2 separate regions of the Muntiacus reevesi genome follow, and region 1 is linked to region 2. The links are chromatin contacts, called in public Hi-C maps. All regions are on one chromosome and are shown on one strand. The core of a region is the stretch at or near the end of the contact, and the rest is flanking DNA. Distances in the headings are between cores, read along the strand shown. Region 1 holds the start of NHEJ1 (non-homologous end joining factor 1). Region 2 holds the start of PTPRN (protein tyrosine phosphatase receptor type N).

The links. A called contact is a pair of places that touch in the nucleus more often than the background predicts.
Region 1: a Hi-C map of blood shows a contact between it and region 2, with 4 times the contacts expected there. The contact joins the promoter of NHEJ1 here to the promoter of PTPRN in region 2. A contact is called at or near these places in 2 of 3 Hi-C or Micro-C datasets (blood and muscle).

What each region holds. Positions count from the first base shown.
Region 1 is chr3:129,520,244-129,527,568 of mMunRee1.1, reverse strand. It overlaps NHEJ1 (non-homologous end joining factor 1), which reads right to left and starts at 1,363. Exons shown (of 8, transcript XM_065930547.1): 1 at 1,256-1,363. SLC23A3 (solute carrier family 23 member 3) reads right to left here. Exons shown (of 12, transcript XM_065930540.1): 6 at 7,106-7,229; 7 at 6,847-6,961; 8 at 5,812-6,065; 9 at 5,210-5,315; 10 at 4,734-4,901; 11 at 3,601-3,696; 12 at 2,620-3,506. The coding sequence ends at 3,220.
Region 2 is chr3:129,387,180-129,393,774 of mMunRee1.1, reverse strand. PTPRN (protein tyrosine phosphatase receptor type N) reads right to left here and starts at 3,664. Exons shown (of 23, transcript XM_065930507.1): 1 at 3,518-3,664; 2 at 2,033-2,083; 3 at 1,665-1,778. The coding sequence starts at 3,632.

The sequences.
Region 1 (7,325 bases), core at 114-2,613, 140 kb before region 2:
ATCACAAAGAGCAAGTCACCAAGCCCTTCTCTCCTTTCTAGGCACTCCCCAGGGTGCACTCTCAGTCACCAAAATTGGGCTGATTATCTGAGCCTGTCACTTCAGAAAGCCTGGATGCTCAAGACGCTCACACTATATGGTGTTTTGTGGGCGGGGGAGGAGTTTAAAATGCAGCTGGGGGGGCGGTCAACAAGCCCCCCAAAAAGGTTTGAGAAATTCAGCACTACACCTAGAGTTAGCTGCTCCCACCACACACATCCAGTTCTGAGGCCTCAATATCTCAGCTTTTTATTTCCTTCTAGGATGACTTCACATGAACTAGACTCACCCCTTTATTATTCTTTTTTTTTCTTCTAATAATTTTTTATTGAAGCATAGCTGATTTACAATATTATATTAGCTTCAAGTGTGGTGGTGGCGGTTTCGTCGCTAAGTCGTGTTCGACTCTTGCGACCCCAGGGACTGTAGCCCGCCAGGCTCCTCTGTCCACGGGATTCTCCAGGCAAGAATACTGGAGTGGGTTACCATTTCCTTCTCCAGGGAGTCTTCCCGACCCAGGAATCGAATCCGGGTCTCCAGCATTGCAGGTAGATTCTTTACCTACTGAGCTATGAGGGAAGTCAAGTGTACACCTGTTATAATTACTGAACGAAGGAAGGGGAAGTCCGGAGGGCCAACAGCGGAGTGGGGTTGCCTAAGGTGGGTCGGCATGAGCCCCTCTAGGCGCAGTTCCTCCGCCATCCTGCAGAGGGCAGCAGAAGGCCAACGACCGGCCGGACTAGACCCCGCCCCGCCTCACCCTTCGGGGAGAGGGCGGACCCTGCCTCACTTTACCACAGCCCCACCCCAAGAGCCCCGCCTGGTGGCAGCCAGTTTCCATTCGCCCTCGCTAGAAAGGCCTTCCAGTCCGCGTTTCTACTTTTACAGAGCCGGCTGCGTGAGGCATGGCTCCCGACTCCCCAAGGGGCAACAAGGCCAAAAACCGGCTGCTTCCTCGCAGCAAGTTGCCGGCTAGGCGTAAGTACCTCCACAAACCCCGCCCCGCGGCCGGGAGGCGAGCTGCGCACGCGCGGCCTCCGCCACCCACCCGCCCATCCCCGGAGGCCTGGCCCAGAACCTTGGTCGCGCGCTGGTACCTCCTGGCAGGACACTTGGGGGGAGGAGGCGCTATTGCCAGGACCAGCCCGCAGGGCCCGAGAAGTCTCTCACTGCCTGGCCCCGGCCCTGGCCCGGATTAGAGCTCGACCCCACCTACCGTGAGCGGCCGGGAGAGCTCTCACCCTCCCCGCGGCAGGCTGGCCCGCCCGCGCCAACGAAAAGGCCTAGAGTAGAAGCATTTCCCACCCCCACTACAGGGAGGTGGGGTCTTGGGACACTGGGGCGGAGCCCAGGCCTGATGTGGGCGGGACATCTGGGCCCCAGGAGCCGATAACTGGAGTGCTCCGAGCGGAGGGCTACCGGTGCCCGGAGGCCGCCCTGGTAGGGAGGTGGAAGGATAAAGGCACTCCTTAGAGTTGCCCAGCTTCCCTGGGGCCTCAGACAGTAAAGAATTGGCCCGCAGTGCGGGAGACCAGGGTTGGGAAGATGCATCCCCTGGAGGAGGGCATGGCAACCCACTCCGGTATCCTCGCTTGGAGAATCCCCATGGACAGAGGAACCTGGCTGGACACAGTCCATAGGGTCGCAAAGAGTAGGACACGACTGAGCAGTCGACTAAGCACAGCACAGCGGAGTTGCCCTAGCAGAGTAGAAAGAATGCCAGACGAAATGCAGGAGAGGGGACCACGAATTTGGACTTGTTGAAAAACCGGAAGTCAAATTTCCGTACCCTACCGTGTCTTTTTTATTGTTTTGTTTTTAAATAAAATGAGGGGCTTGAACTTCACTAGATATTCTCTCTTGGGTCCCACCAGCACGCTAGTTAAGAGATGAGTCTCCCAGGCATACTTCCCCTGGTCTAACCTTATCTTGTACCTCTCCTGCCTCCTTTCTCCCTCCATCCACCGCCATACTTATGCTCCATCACCAATCCAACTCATCTTGTACCTTGTGTAACTTAGTTTCACTCCATCTGGACACCCAAGTCTGAAAAATTCTCCTCATCCATGTTCCACAACCCAAAGTCTTCTTAAGGCCAGCCCCAGTGCTACTTCTATGTAAAGTCCTTCCCACTGTCCTCAATCAGAATTCATTGTTTCTTCCTCTCTGCTCCCCCCCTTTTTTTTTTCTCAGTTCAGTCGCTCAGTCATGTCCAACTCTTTGCAACCGCGTGAACCGCAGCATGCCAGGCCTCCCTGTCTATCACCAACTCCCGGAGTCCACCCAAACCCATGTCCATTGTGCTGGTGATGTCATCCAACCATCTCATCCTCTGTCGTCCTCTTCTCCTCCTGCCCTCAATCTTTCCCAGCGTCAGGGTCTTTTCAAATGAGTCAGCTCTTCGCATCAGGTGGCCAAAGTATTGGAGTTTCAGCTTCAACATCAGTTCCTCCGATGAACGCCCAGGACTAATCTCCTTAGGATGGACTGGTTGGATCTCCTTGCAGTCCAAGGGACTCTCAAGAATCTTCCCCAACACCACAGTTCAAAAGCATCAATTCTGCGCTCAGTTTTCTTTCTATAGTCCAACTTTCACATACATACATGACTACTGGAAAAACCATAGCTCCCATAGCATTCTTTTAATCTTTATTGAAGACTGACTTCCACTTTGGATTTTAATTAGTAATTACATGTCTTTTATTGTTATTGTTTTGATGCACCATTAAGCTTATGGGATCTTAGTAGTTCCCCCATCAGGGATCGAATTCACATCCCTTGCATTGGAAGCTCGGAGTCTTAACCACTGGACCACCAGGGAAGTCCAGTAATTATATGTCTTTTTAAATCATAAGTGTTTGAGAGGGGAGGGACCATGTCTTATCCATATCTGTATTTCCAGGACCTTATATTCAATAAATATCAGTTAAGTGAAGGCTAGGGCTTGAGTATAGATCGTTCACAGACAAAATATCACTCATTCATTCACAGCCCCTGCTCTGGAACAGACCTAACTAAGAAAGGAAAAGGCAAACACACCTATTGGAAAGTGAGACTTTTGGGGAGCCCATGTGAGACACACAAGTACATCCTCTACCTGGGAGAAAGTGGTGCCTGCGATCTGGTTCTCCAGCAAGCTGGGAGGTAGGATTAAACTAACCAGAGTAGGAGTCCTAGTAATTACTGGGACTCTCCTCTGCTAGGCTGAGGGCACTGGTCCCCAAAGTCAGGCAGCAAGTCAGCTATCTCTCCGGGCTCAGAGGGCCCTCTTTCCTCATTCCCAAAGTCTTGGGGCAGCGGGCAGAGGCAACGGAGGGGTTGGGGAATGCAGGGACACAGGTTTTGGATGGAGAAAGGAAGCTCATACTCTTGATCTGCCCTCTCCTTAGACTTCTGAGGCATTGGAGCCTCTCGGGCAGTGAAAGGAGGTGGCAGCCCTTGCCCTAGACCTCGCTCAAGCCGTGTGCCTGCAAAAGACAATGTGGTCAGGTCATTGCCCAACCCAGGGAGTGATGACTTCCTGGCCACTCCCCAGTCTGCCGGGGCCTGGCCTCAACTTACCAGGAATGGTGTTCTCTAGGAGGAAGCCCAAGAGTCCCGCCAGGAAGATGGGCTCTGTGAGCAGTGAGCGCAGTAGCACATCCAACGGGCTCCAGCCTACAAGGGGTTGGGACCAGGCAAGAGGGAGACTCGTCATGACGCTATGCAAAACCAAGGGTCTAATACTTCCAACCTAAGCTTAAGTACTGGATGGAGGACAGGTCTTTCTGAATTGTTCTATCTCCCCCTCCCTGCTTTGTCCCTCTGCTCTTTATTTCCCACACCCATACCCTTCCCACAGGACCCCTGCTTAACACCCTATCTTCTGAGCATCCACGTGCCTTCCAGATATGCTTTGATCATTCCAGGCTCCCTGTCTTTGGAAAGTTTGGTATTAAAATCCCCAGCCTCACTTCCTACTTCTCACCTTCTATGCTCTAGCCTGAGTTCCTCAACTTCAGTACTACTGACATTTTGGACCAGATACTTCTCTGTTTGAGAGAGGCTGTCACCTATAGCTGCCTATAGCTGGGCACTATAGAATGTGTAGCAGCATCTTTGCAACCACTAAATGCAAGTAACTTCTCCCCTGCTTATAACAACGAAAAATGTCTCCAGATATTGGCAAATGTTCTCTGTGGGGCAAAACCATCCTCAGTTAAAATCACGGCTGTTTGCTGAGCTGAGCTAACAAACTAAGTTATTTGCTGCTCCTGGGACATATGCTATGACTTCCTACTTCAGCATCTTTGTTTACTGTGGTTCCTCGGTGGGTAATGACCTTCTCATCAAATACGTTTCAATCTTACCATCCTTCAAGACCAACTCAATGTTACTTTCTCCATAAAAGTTACCCGGATCATCTCCAAAAGAGGCCATCTCTCTCACCGCAGAGCATCACAGCTCTTTATCTGAACCTTTCTAGTTACATTTCTACACATCTCATCTCTTTTACTAGACTGTAAATCTATAGGCACCTTTGTATCCCAAGGAAGCTAGTATGGTGTTCAGTAAATACTTGCTAAACAAATGGACAGACTATTTATCCCCAAGCCCAGAGAAGGGTGTGAGGCCTGGAGTCCAGAGAAACTCAAGCCTTGAGCCCTTGCTTGCCCACTGCCAGGCAACTCCTCTGTCCCTCCCCCTCCTCCCACCTGTGCTCAGTAGGACTTGAGCTTCCCGAAACCACCTCGGCAGCAACAGGGCTGTGAAGATGGAGAAGCCAACAATGAAGACATTCCTCCCAGAGTCAATGTCAGCCAAGTGGAAGCTGGAGAATCCAGTAGACAGAACCACGGCCTGGGTCACCCCCAGCACTCCACCTGTCTCATCCGGAAGTAATCAAAGAGGTTGGGAGAGGACTGGCACAGCAGAGTACTTACTATAGGGTGAGGCAGGTTGTGATGGGCAGAGACCACCAAAAAGCCCAGGAGCCCAGAAGCCCAGTCAGGAGGCTGAGATGTGACTGAGAAAATGAGGGCAGCTGCCACATACTCACAGCCATACGCTAGGGAGGCTTCTCAGAAAGAAAGGGTGTCACCCACAAGCAACCAGCTGGGCCCTGCTGAGGGATCCCGGTTCAATACCAGTGCTGCCGAGACATCCGCTCACCAAGAACAGGCCCACTCACCAAGCACAGGCAGCGGGATGGTGGTGAGGAGCTGGGCTAGCCTTGGGGAGAGCCCCAGCGCCACGCAGAACAGCCCCACCAAGTGGGCCACTCGCCGAGGTCCAGCCTACGTGATGAAGAGACACTGGAACACACCTCCTCGACCACTCAAGCCTTTTGCTTGGCCAACCCCATCTCATCCTTTGGATCCCAACTCAAATGTTACTCTCCCCAAAAGCATTCTAAAGGGCTCTCTCTTACTCAACCCGCTTCCCAGCCCCTGCTTTGTTTTCTTAATAGCACTTATCACTTTTGGAAATTATCTTATTTGCTTTTCTCCTAACGTGTCCGCCTCTCTCTTTCTTGAAGTCCTCAAGAGAACAGGGACTTATCTGACTCCTTTCTCTCTAGAACCTCAGCCCTGGTACAAACACCTGAGGCACAGAAGGAGCTCAGTAGTGATTTAGTGTCTCCCTCACACTCCTAGTCCCCACAACTTCTAAGCATCTCTCTCAATGAGATGGCCGCTGTGAAGAGCCTGACAGAGGGCTGGGCACAGCAAGCCATCGGTTCCCTTCCCTCTTGCACCTCCAGCTCCTCTCCCCACACCCCTGTTCACATACCTGGAGAAGACCCACTGTGCCCACATTGGGGAAGCTGGATGCAGTGCCCATGGGGCTTCCCAGCAGCCCAGCCAGCACACTGCCCAGTCCCTCCAGGCTCAGCCCTCGGCTACAGGCGTGCGGAGGTGGAGAAGGCAAATGCAGCAGCTGGCCACAGAGGGCGTAGCAGCCCAGGGAGCTGGTGGAGGCTGCCAAGGCCATGGAGATGCCTGCAGCCAGAGCCCTGGGTGTCAGCAACGGCCAGTCCCACTCAGCTGGGGAGGGAGAAGGAGCCACTTTGGGGCCAGACTCAAGTCTGAAGCATCCCCCTGCCTGCAAAAACCTGTGACACAAGAAGCCTAAAGGCCCCCTTGTCTTTGAAGATAATGTCTTGGGACAAAACCATCAAACTCAAGGTAAAAACCCATTCATTCCTTTACTGCGATCTACAAGGTCCCTTTGGTCTGACCCTTACCTCTTTCTCTAGCCTCATCTACAACCACACTCTTCATCGTTTCTTTCACTCCAGATACACTGGCCTTTGTTTCAGGCCTTTGTACTTGCTGTGCTGCTGGCCACCTCAGGGCCTTTGCGTATGTTGTTCTCTCCACCTAGAATGCTCTTGTCTCTTGCCTTTCCCTAATAAGCTCCTACTCATTTCTCACATCTCAACTCAGTGATCACTTCCTCAAGAATGCCTTTCCGGGAAATCTCTGGCAGTCCAGTGGTTAGGGCTCCATCTCTCACTGCTGAGGGCCCAGGTTCAATCCGTGGATGGAGAACTAAGATCCCACAAGCCATGTGGCATGGTCACAAAATAATAATAATAAATAAATAAAAATAAAAACCATTAAAAAAAGAACGCCTTTCCTAACCTCTACAATAAAGTCAGATTTTTCCCATTATAAACCTTCATCATACAAGGTACATGTCCTTTGCTGTATCTACTACATGCAATTCTACATTCACTCAGGTAACTATTGAATTAGTATCTGTATTCCCTGACATATTATAAGCTTCCTGAGTGCAGGTTCTGAGTTCCAGGAGAAAGCCTACCTGGGTGAGGCAGCCAAAACCACGGTGCCTTGGTGGGGGCAGACAACTCCCCAGGGATGATGCTGAGACCCAGAAGGGCAGAAACAGTCCACACACAGGCCACTGGGATCAGCACCTGAGGGACAAGACTCAGAAAAGATCCCCTCCCCCAGAAGCCTCCAGAATTCTTAAAGGGGTAGACAACAACCAAGTAGGGGCCAAGTGAGCAATCCATGCCAGCCCTCCTAACTCCAACTGCCCCGCCCAAACCCCCACATACCGAGAGGAACCTGAAGGCCAGGAGGTGAGTATGGGTTGAAGAGGTTGAAGCTGGCCTCCAGGGACGTGGGGGTAGCAGGCAGGAGCCCAGGTGCTGAGAACAGACCACCATGAGCACAATCAGCCTAGAAGAGGGAAGGGGCTTTAGGGGCAAAAGGTAGCTTGACCCTGAGGCAGGGAGTAGAACTGGGAGGGGCAGGATACCACGAAAGGGGGTTCCA
Region 2 (6,595 bases), core at 2,415-4,914:
CTGCTTGAATCCCACATTCCCCTCCAACTGTCACCCCATTTATTTGTAGCAAGACTCTGAAAGTGTTATCTCTGCTGGCTGTATCCACTTCCTTTCCTCCCATTGCCTCTTACCCCCTCTATTCAGGATCCCCCCCCAACAACTATTCTACTAAAACTGCTATCATCAAGATCACCAGCGGCTTCTGAAAATCTAAATCTAAGGTCGGTTCTCAAATCTCATCTTACTTAAGCTACCACCATCATTTGACACTGTTGATCCCTCCTTCCCCCTTGATACACTCTCACTTAGCTTCTAGGACACCAAACACTCTTGTTTCTCCTTCTACCCCATTGGCTCCCCCTTCTCAGCCTCCCCTGTTGATTCCACTCCTTCTCCTGGTCCTCTTAATAGAATTCTTTAGGGTTTTTCCTCATATTGACTCAATCCTTTGACTATTTCATCCACCTCATAGGTTTAATTACCTCTGTATGCCAAAGAATTCCAAATTTATATCTCTGCTTCAGACTTCTCTCTCTCTTCCAAAACCCAATCTTATATACTCAACTTTCCATTCTAATTGAGTGGATATCTTGAACTCAGTATAATCAAAACTGAGTTCCCCCCCCCTCCCCAAGTTGATACTTCTGCATAGTTAATATTTTAATGTTTAGTGTTTCGATGTGTACCATTGATTCCCTACATTCTATTCTCAACACAGCAGCAAGAGAGATCCTTTTAAAGTAGAAGTGATGTCAAGCACCCCTATGCTGAAACCTTGTGATGCTTTCCTCTTTTACTCAGAGTACAGCCAATGTCCACACATTCTCCTATAAAATCTTAGAACATCATTACCTACCTGACTGCATCTTCTGCTCTGCATCTCCATCACGCCTCCACAGCCTTCTGTAGAGATGTTTTCCCTGGTGTTCCTCAAACTCATGCTCCTATCTTAAGGCTTTTGTTCTAGATCGTTGGCCAACCAAAACACTGTTTCCTAAGATAACCTTCTGGAAAACATCCCCACTTCCTTGATGTATTTATTCAAATTTCATAGCCTCAATAAGATCTATCTTGACCACTCATTTTAATACTATGGCCTCCTACCTCAACATTTCTGATCCCTTTATCCTGCTGTAATTGTTTTTTTCCGTGGCTCTTATCCCCTTCTAACATACTAATGTTTTCTAATTTATATAATGTAGTCCCTCCCTTCATCTCCTGAATATAAACCCCAGTAGGCAGAGATCTTCATTTCACCCTTTGATAAATCCCAAGCACCTAAAACTATGTTTGCCACATAGAAGTACCCAATAAATACTGGTTGAATGAATGAATTGAATGAGTGGGGTGTTCTCCTGGCTGAGGACCCCAGGATTCACAGCTCTGGAGTACTCAGTCAGTTCCAGAGTGTGGGCTGATCTCAAAGAGATGAATGCTGGCCTCTTCCAGTGGCTTCTTCTAGCAGCCTCCTCTGGATTCCTCCAGAGAGTCTAAGTGTGAACAGCCTATCTCTAGAGTTTCACCCCCACTCTTGTCTCCAGGAAGGTCTGGGAAGGTGAGGCTGCACAGTGAGTGTGATAGGAATGTTTCATGAGAGAAAACCTGGAGTCAGGTGGTCCCTCCCTTCCCCATCTCATCCACCCAAGTTACAGCCTCTCTCCTCCAATGCATCTAGACCTCACCTTGGGACATGAGCTGCCGGAGCACGCCTTGTAAGCGCTGAAGCACTGGGGATGTGACTTGCAAAAGGGGCCGGGCCTGCCCCACTCCCACCTGGCACTGTCCAAACAAGCCATCTAAGAGCACAAAAGTGGTGTCAGCAGGGGGATTGGGCAAAAGGCCTTCCAAAGTCCAGGTTGCAAATAGACAGCTCTGTCTCTATCTCCTCTCTTGGCTTCAGAGAGCTTTGCTCCTCCAGGCCATCCCCCCCTCTTCTCTCCGAGTGCATTTCCCCTTCTGACTTCCAGGCACCCACCCACACTCACAATACTTTCTCATTGTGTACCCTCCCCCACCCCGGCTTGTAACTCCTATGTTTGGTTTCACTCACCCTGAATGCAGACTTCAAGGTGAGAGCAGAGTCTGCGATCGAACAGACAGCCTGTAAAGAACAGGTGAGCAGAGAGGCTCAGACACCCCCATGCACACAGTGGTCAGATGGATGAACAGGCTAGGGAAGGGGGAAGCAGGTGGGATCCAGTCTTTCATTCTAAGGAAGGCTTTAAGCTGGGAGGAGAGGAGGGCAGAGGCCTCCTCTTCTTAAGAGGAGGATCTGGCTTTGGGTTTCAAAGATCTGCAAGTTTGGATTCTTTCCCTAAAAGCCTCAGTTTGTTTAACTGAGTAATGGGGAAAAGAAGCCTTTCAGGTGCATGGGGGTGGTGATGGAGGAGAATCATAGATTTCTACTCTGATAGAATTACTGCGGGGTAGTTTATGTCCAAATTCAGAGGGAAAAGGGACTTTCCTTCCCATATCTCCAAAAGTATCTTATGATGGCCTGGGACTCAGAAGAGATGGGAACCCTAGCATACTTCTGCTTCGCACGGGAAAGGGTGGGATGGCTCTAAGGCAGTGCTCCATACACGGTCCCTATAGTCCGTGTCCCTAGCCCTGTTGGCGCTGTTCGCGGTGCTGAAGCTCGGAGCCCGCGCCTCTGAGGGTTTGCCTGGAAGCAATTATGGGGGAGGGAAGGGCGACAGGGTGAGGAGCCTTCAAAGGACCTGACCTCTCCGCCATTCCAGCCTTCATCTTCCACCCTAACCAACCCGCAGCGCCACAGGAAGTACCTTGCCCTGGCCTCCAAGCCGGATGGGGAAGGAGGGCGTCAGACTGCGAGCCTGCGCCCCTTCCCCCACGCGCCCCCGGCCCCCACCCTCCCCCTGCCCATGAGTCAGCGCTGACTGTCTCCGTCCGCTCAGATGTGAGTCAGCACCAGGCCTGGCTGTGGGGAGGGGGCGGGAGACGACCCCTCCCTCTTCACCCTCTTTGGCCCCCTTCCCCCGCTGTCCGCTTCGTATCGGAGATCAGATTACAGCGATTGGCCTCTCCAGAAAAGAAGAGAAACCCTGGCCCTTCGCTTGGCCTGATCCTCTACGGAAATCTGGGACCCCGGAGCTCGTGGGCCCGACTTCTACTGCCTGGAAATCGCGGTTCTCTCTCCTTCCCTCCCCTCCTCCATCATTCAGCGCCGCCACTTTTTGGCGCCTCGGGGACACTTCCTTCTCTTGCGTCCCGTCTCTAGGTCCCTCTGCCCACACGCACCCCCATTCCTTCTCCCCAAACTTGCCCTGAGCCCTCTTCTCTCTGGTCCCGCCCCCGGGTTCCCAGCCCCACCTCCAGGCCTACGCCCCTTTCCTCGCAGACGCCCTCTCTTCTCTCTCCGCTCACCGGGCACCCCCCGACCCCACTCCACACACACCTTCCAGCCGAGGTTCCCACCTTCGTGATACTTCCCACTCCCTCCCCTCCACACCCCCGGCACACCCCACCGAGTTCTGCTCTCGGCACCCTCCCCCACCCCCCGTTTCCTCCTGACCGTGGGCACTAATGGCGTTGCAGCCTCCCGGGCGGCTGCCCAGCAACAGCAGACAGAGGAGCACCCGGAGACCCCCCGATCCCCCGGGACCCCCAGGCCGCCCTGGAAGCCGCATCCTTCCCGGCTCGGCTCTCCAGCCCGGCAGCCAGAGCCGCAGCTACGCCGGCCCGAGCCTGCCAGCGGGGCCGAGGCGGGGCCTGCCACTCCCCACCCACCGAGGCGGGGTCTACACGCCCCTCTCGCCGCAACTCTGCCAACCCCAGGCGGCTGGTGACGACATCCCCACCCCCGGCTCTGGCGTCGATTTGCGTCATTCGTGGCGTAAAAGCTCAGTCTTCGTGGGGCTCGTACTCACCCCAGCCCTCCTACACCCAACAGTAGGTGCCTCTTTAGAATTGTCACTTGGCCTCAACTTGACATATTCTTCTCCCCAAGGGCCACCGCCTCTATCACCCAGTCTCAGGGTTGGCGAGATGGGTTCCCGTTGGGTGGGGGCCAGGAAGGATGAGTGAGTCGGGTAGTATAAACCTTAAGATGTGGAGCATAAAAATGAACAGAATGTGTCCTCTTTCGCATCTCAATGAATAGTTCCTCTCCCATGACTTCATGGCAAATGGATGGGGGAAATGGAAACAGTAAGAGACTTTATTTTGGGGGGCTCCAAAATCACTGCAGATGGTGGTGACTGCAGCCTTGAAATTAAAAGACACTTGCTCCTTGGAAGAAAAGCTATGACCAACCTAGACAGCATATTAAAAGGCAGAGACATTACTTGACCAACAAGGGTCCGTCTAGTCAAAGCCATGGTTTTTCCAGTAGTCATGTATGGATGTGAGAGTTGGACTATAAAGAAAGCTGAGCACTGAAGAATTGATGCTTTTCAACTGTGGTGTTGGATAAGACTCTTGAGAGTCCCTTGGACTGCAAGGAGATCCAACCAGTCAATCTTAAAGGAAATTAGTTGTGACTATTCATTGAAAGGACTGATGCTGAAGCTGAAACTCCAGTACTTTGGCCACCTGATTAGAAGAACTGACTCACCAGAAAAGACCCTGATGCTGGGAAAGATTGAAGGTAGGAGGAGAAGGGGATGAGAGAGGATGAGATGGTTGGATGGCATCACTGGTGTGATGGACATGAGTTTGAATATGCTCCGGGAGTTGGTGATGGACAGGGAAGCCTGGCGTGTTGCAGTGCTTGGGGTCACAAAGAGTGGGACACGACTGAGTGACTGAACTGACTGACTGACTGTCATCCTTAAGAGCAGGAATGGTTACACATATGTGCTTGGACTCCAGTTTTAGAAATGCCACCTACTAGGGGTATAAGTTTGGGCAAGATGTTTAACCACTCTACTCCCAAGTTTCCTGATCTGTGAAATGAAGGTGCCAGTAGTACCAGGTGGCTGTGAAGACTGAGAATTACGCTCATTGTACTAAACACTGGATAGGTACTGGCTTTTTTTGTTAGCTTCGACTCACCTTTCTTTCACCCCCTTCCATGGCTGGTCTATCAAAACCTTGTGGTTTCTGCCTGAAAAATATATTTCCCAACAGCCCATTTCTCTCCATGCTCACGGTCCTACCCCAACCATTGTGCTCTTTCACGACTATTGCAGTAATCATCTAACAAGAATTTTGCTTCCATTCTTGCCACCCAATAAGCTTGGGAGTGAGCTTTCTAAAGTTCAAAATTGATCACTTTACTCTTGCTTTTCAGTAAAACTTTTCCAAAATACTATATATATATATATGTATATATATATATATATATATGTATATATATATAAAGATAAAAAAGATAGTGGTGCATAGAAAATACTCATATACTCGTCACCTAGCAGTTGTGTTGGACTCTTTGTGACCTCATTGACTGTAGCCTGCCAGGCTCTTCTTACCATGGGATTCTCCAGGCAAAAATACTGGAGTGGGTTTTCATGCCCTCCTCCAGGGGATCTTCTTGACCCAGGGATTGAACCCAGGTCTCCCACTTTGCATGCTGATTCTTTACCACCTGACCCACCAGGGAAGCCCAACAATACTGGAGCGGGCAGCCTATCTTTCTTCCAGGGGATCTTCCTAACCCAGGAATCAAACTGGAGTTTCCTGCATTGCAGGTGAATTCTTTACCAGCTGAGCTACCAGGGAAGCCCCAAGTTCCCTTCTAAATGTTTCAACATGCATCTCCAAGAAATAAGGATATTTTCCTATACCACCAATTTGCTATTATGACCTAACAAAATTGACAATAATTTCTGAATAGCATTTCATACTCAGTTCATATTCAAATGTCTCAAACTGTTTCCAAAAATGCCCTTTTTTCTGCTGTTTTGTTCAAAATAGCAGTCAATCAAAGACCACCATTGCATTTGGTTATATTTCTTAATTCTCTTTAAATTAGCATAAACAGTGCTTTCCTCGCCACCCCCTTCCCCCCATTTTTGACAGTTTCTTGTGGAAGAGATCAGGTCAGGTTTTCTAACTCCTCACCTTCTGGATTTGTCTGACTGTTTCCTCATGATATGTTTCCCTGTATTTCCCCTGTATGTATACTGTGCATTCCTTGTATTTTTTGAAAAATAGGATTTAAGCCTTGACTGGATCAGGTAAAAATATTTTTAAACAAAAAATTCACAGGTGGTGCTATATGATTCCAATTGCATTTTTTCAGGAAGTGCATAGTGTCTGGCTGTCTCACTATTAGTGATGCTAAACCTGATCACTGATTTAAGGTAGAGACAGTCAGATCTCTATGGTAAAGTTACATTTTCCTCCTGTGACCAGTATGGATGCAATCCATTGAAAGATATTTTGGCACTGCGAAAATATCTAGTCCCCCATCGACTTTCCACCTAATGGTTTTGCCATTCATTGATGATCCTTGACTAAAATGGTGATTTTCTATCATTCTTTTAACTGATTGTATTTCCTTTAGCTGACCTTATTTCATAAAGAAGAATTCAAAAGGTAGTTTCTTCTCTTTAACTATTCATTTGCAAAGTAATGAGTTGGTATAACAGTTACTGTCAAGGGTGGCAAATAAGTTTCTAAACATATTTGTTATCACTTTTCTTGTTTG